2 separate regions of the Danio rerio genome follow, and region 2 is linked to region 1. The links are chromatin contacts, called in public Micro-C maps. All regions are on one chromosome and are shown on one strand. The core of a region is the stretch at or near the end of the contact, and the rest is flanking DNA. Distances in the headings are between cores, read along the strand shown.

Region 1 (2,532 bases), core at 19-2,518:
GGATCTATAAAATAAGGGGTTCAGGAGAAACAATTAAATATATATTTAAAAAAAAAATCACTTTAAACATACATTGTACAGACCAGTGTTGCAAGCAGTATCACATATCTATTTTGCCCAGTTTCTCAGACAAGACTTAAGCCTTGTCCTAGATTTCTCTCTTCTGCTGATCATTAAAGAAGATATTTTTAAGAATGTTGCAAACCAAACAGTTGACAGCAGCCACTGATTTTCAGAGTAGCTCCTGTAGATCTGTAAGCTTTAGAATTTATATGCAATCATTCAGTGCCTACCTGGAAAAGTGACTTGTCTTTGGTCCTGACCAAGTAGCATTAAAAGAAAAGAAGGCAATATCTATTTTATATTGATATATATACACTGTATCTTGATATACATTAAACGTTTTTACACAATAAACCAAAAATGTATAACGTTTCTAAACACAACATTTAAACAATAAAAGTGTTAAATAAAGCCAGAACTGTTGCACACTGTACATGAATAAAACTTTGATTGATGTTATTGATAAACGTTACTTTAGCAACACGAACTTACTTCAAGCTGCCCTGAGGGACAAGATGAGGTGGAAGATGATGCCGCTCCGTGTCTCTCCCGGGAGGCCATCTTTAGAAAGAGCCGACCGTAGGTAAAATACTAACAATAATACTTAACATAAGGCACGACGTATTGCACACCGCAACAACTTTTTGATATGCGCTCCACTGACGTCACCGTCTGTGCTTCCAGGTTAGAGAGCAACTGTCCATCAAAATCTCATTAGCCAATCAGAGTAGATCGCTGTTAAGCCCGCCCCCACGAGAAGTTTGTGCCAAAACAGCAAACGAAAATTTGCGAAGCGTAAGCGAAAGCTGTGGCAACGCATTCAAAATCCATGATTCGCGAAAACGATTGTTTGAAAATCATTAACAAAGAATAAAGCATATTTGAAGAACATGTTAAATTCGTTCGACTGAGTTCATTTTTTCGTTTTCATTGTGATTTTCTTCTTTTGCAGTGCCATATTTTTGATCGTTTCTTGGAAAGTTACGTTCAGTTTTATAAAGTTACGTTCATTCTTATTGGCACAAAAATCATTCCATACTGCTGGAGCAAAAGCAATATATAAACAAAACAACACTCCTTTCAGACTCTCACTTGACTTTCATTTGAATAAGAATCACTGACATTTTGACAAAGCTTTTAATAGAAGCTCACAAATGTCAGGTTATTTGTTAATTGTGTGGAGTTTCTCACCCAGATCTGTGAGTGTGTCTGTGGAGGAAGGGCTCCTGCTGAACAGACTGCTGACGGAGCAGCTCTCAGGTGGAGGAGGTGGAGATTCAGACTGCTCTGCTGAAACAAATGAAGCCATTCCAAGGTTTTCATTTGAAGGAGACTATAAAAGAGATAAAAAGAGTTACACAAGTTCACAACCTACATATACAGAACAGGGAACAAATAATGATAATAATGTATACAGTTGCAATCAGAATTATTAGCCCCCCTGAATTATTGGCCCCTCTGTTGATTTTTTTTCTCCAATTTCTTTTTAACAGAGAGTACATTTTTAACACATTTTTTTCAACACATTTTTAAACATAATAGTTGTAATAACTCATCTCTAATAACTGATTTATTTTATCTTTGTCATGATGACAGTAGATAATATTTGATTAGATATTTTTCAAGACACTTCTATACAGCTTAAAGTCACATTTAAAGGCTTAACTAGGTTAATTAGGTTAACTAGGCATGTTAGGGGAATTGGGCAAGTAATTGCATAATGATGGTTTGTTCTGTAGACTATCGAAAAATTATATTGCTTAAAGGGGCTAATAATTTTGACCTTAAAATGGTGTTTAAAAAATTAAAAACTGCTTTTATTCTAGCCAAAATAAAACAAATTTCCTTGCTCTGTTAAACATAATTTGGGAAATATTTAAAATAGAAAAAATAATAAAAATCAAAAGAGGGCTAATAATTCTGATCGTGACTGTAAATGTATTTCTATTTCAAATCAATGCAGATTTTTTTCTATTCATCAAAAAACCAAAAGTTTTCACAGGAAAATTATCAGTGTTTAAGATGTGACAGTCAAGATGGAGTATTAACTGCTTAAAATCAAGTTTCCATTACAGTTATTCTAAAAATGGAATATATTTTTTTACAATGTTATAGTTTTTCTAGTAAAAAACAAGAAACAAAACTCTGCCAATGACAAACAATATATACACCATATAAGAGCACATTACATAACATTTAAATTATTACACTGTCTTTCGTTGCAATATAAATCAATTATCTTAAAAAAATATTTTCATAAAAATTGGCTTAAGTGTCTACTTTAATGTTTTAAATAATACAGCAGTGTAAAAAATATGTTTATGTAAATAAGCAATAAATAAATATAAGTGATCATAATAAATTTGATTATATCTTGAATATGTCTTGCTGACTACAATTAATTAATATTTTTAAGTCCTTTGAATAAGAGTCCTTTAATATCTGCTATCCCAAAAAATAAGTTTTGGT
Region 2 (2,532 bases), core at 17-2,516, 84 kb after region 1:
ATTTAATTGGAGGAAGAATCTGATCCATGAACTGTGTACTTTAAAGCTCCTGCGAATCTCTAACAAAATCCCATACATCAATAGTCTTTTCTGATCCTTCCTGTAACAAACGTCTGACAAATCCCCCGTTGCAGGTTAGATTATTGCATTAATAATTTACTATTCACAATTCATTAATGTTTACTCATCCTAAGTCATGATCAGTCCCACACACACCTACACTCTGCTAGTGTATGAAGCAAAAGGCAGGTTCACGTTTTACCCTCATCCGGCATTTCATATTTGCTATTGTTTCGTGTCGAAGTCGATACAAAGATCCAGACGAACAACAAGTCATTTATGAGTCGACACTTTTATGGATGAATCAATAATTTCAAACATAGTGCACTTAACCTTCAGCTAGATGTTTTCATTCACTTAGAGCTGTGTTGCACAATTTATGGAAAGTATTTTTAAAAGTCCATGACAGGGACTCTTTAATAGTTATATCAATAGTCATTTATATCATAGTAGTTCTTGATGTGATGACGATGTAAAAATTAATAGTACATGAAGTGTATACAAGAAATCTGTTAAATGTATGGAAAAAACAGCTGTGGTTGCCAGATATTTACCAATTACAATATGGTTGCAATAGTTTGTTTTTTATGAAAGTAAAAAAGCACATTTAGTTAAATGAAACAATGGTTATATACAAATGTACTGAACTACTTGTTCTATACTCATATTCAGGTGTTGACAATGAGAGTCACATAATTAACTATCATCTCTATAAGTTTTTTTCCACAAGCTGAGTTAGTAAATATTAACGTGAACAGAAACGAATCATTATCTTAACAAATGACCCCGCAATGCAATAAACATTCATTTAGCAACATATGATTGCCAGTTGCTACTGTATGTGCATTAAATACATTAAATACAAGTTAAAAAAGGTATTACTTTTAAGGTTTTAGCTATGATGCTACCAAAATCATTCCGCATGAATCCACAGATTTTTAACAAATTAAGTTTAGTTTTGCTCCTGTGAAGGCAAATCTGTATTTTTAAGATTTCAGTATATAATTATTATACTTATGCTGTAAATTTTCTATTGTATAGTGTGTATATACAGTGTGTATATATTCTGTATATGTGTGTGTTTTACTGTTGAGTCATCGGTTTATAGTCTGAGAAGAAGAGATGAGAAACACCACGAGCGCTGAATAAGCATGTGGAAAATGTGGGTGGTCCTCCAAAAACCCCACTCACACACACACACGTGCGCGCGCACACACACTGACCTCCATTCCTCAGGCTGAACTCCAGCAGGTCTGACAGCAGTAAGTGTGAGCACGTGAGCGTCAGGCAGCTGTTGGGGGTCCAGCTGGACAAAGTGAAGCAGCGTGACCATCCTCAGGCCTACAGAGAGACATCTGGGAGATATTAAGACTTGTCAATAACAGTGATGGTGTTTCACTAACAGAAAATAATTATTATTGTTAATAAATACATCATTAGGGTTTTACATTTTGACAGAAAATGTTTCTGTTGCGTCTTAAAATAAACAGAAAATTGAGTGAAAAGCTATACAGGACTCTAACAAAAAAGCTTGGTTGTTTCAATTTTGAGTCAACACAAACTCAACTCTGGGTTTATTATTATTATTTTGTTTTAATTAATTGTTTAACCCAGCAATTAAAACCACAAATAGGATTAAAATAACCCAGTAGCCTATTCTTTAGACTGTCTCTCAAAGTCCTTCCCAGCAAGCAAAATTCATGTGGCTCAAATCCGGCCCACACCAGACACTTACAGCCTTGCCCACATACCGCATGGAATAAAGGCACTTGGGCACTCCGCTCCTGTTTGCCAGATCTGGGCCACAATTAAGCCAAAACAATATCACATATCAGCCAGAATTTAACCAAATGAACCAGAACTGACCCTATTCTGGGCCACAGTTTGCTTTTATTCTGGCCCAGATCTGGGCCACACCACACACTTACATCTGGACTACATACTAAATGGAATGATAGCTCTAGGGTGATCCACTCCTGTTTATCAGATCTGGGCCACAAATAAGCCAAAGCAATATCACACATTAGCCAGAATTCAACCAAATGAACCAGAACTTTCTCTATTCTGGGCCACAGTTTGCTTTTATTCTGGCCCAGATCTGCCCACACCAGACACTTACATCTGGACCACATACTAAATGGAATGATGGCTCTAGGGTGGTCCACTCCTGTTTATCAGATCTGGGCCACAAATAAGCCAAAGCAATACAAAATATCAGCCAGAATTCAACTACATTAACCAGAACTGACCCTATTCTGGGTCACAGTTTGCTTTTATTCTGGCCCAGATCTGGCCGACACCTTACACTTGCTGGGTGTGGCAAAGTACAAAAATCCCAGCATGCATTGCAGTATGAATACAATCTATAGCTTATTGATCCTCCATTTATGTTGACGTTGTTGATTTTGTCACTTTTAGTCTCCTGTTTGTGATTTTTGTTCAATTTGTTAATTGTCACCGCTGTTGAGGTTC

Evidence for each region. A called contact is a pair of places that touch in the nucleus more often than the background predicts.
Region 2: a Micro-C map of caudal fin shows a contact between it and region 1, with 6 times the contacts expected there. The contact joins two enhancer-like sites. A contact is called at or near these places in 2 of 18 Hi-C or Micro-C datasets (caudal fin and embryo).

What each region holds. Positions count from the first base shown.
Region 1 is chr5:44,712,368-44,714,899 of GRCz12tu, forward strand. si:ch211-204c21.1 reads right to left here. Exons shown (of 14, transcript XM_021471673.3): 11 at 1,255-1,396. Among named protein-coding and RNA genes, the nearest start is that of zgc:112966, 5.7 kb to the left of the region's middle. Within about 2 kb of position 1,269, at least 3 of the 62 cell types and tissues checked have an H3K27ac peak or open chromatin away from gene starts, as enhancers often do.
Region 2 is chr5:44,796,380-44,798,911 of GRCz12tu, forward strand. No RefSeq gene overlaps it. Among named protein-coding and RNA genes, the nearest start is that of si:dkey-84j12.1, 5.8 kb to the right of the region's middle. Within about 2 kb of position 1,267, at least 23 of the 62 cell types and tissues checked have an H3K27ac peak or open chromatin away from gene starts, as enhancers often do.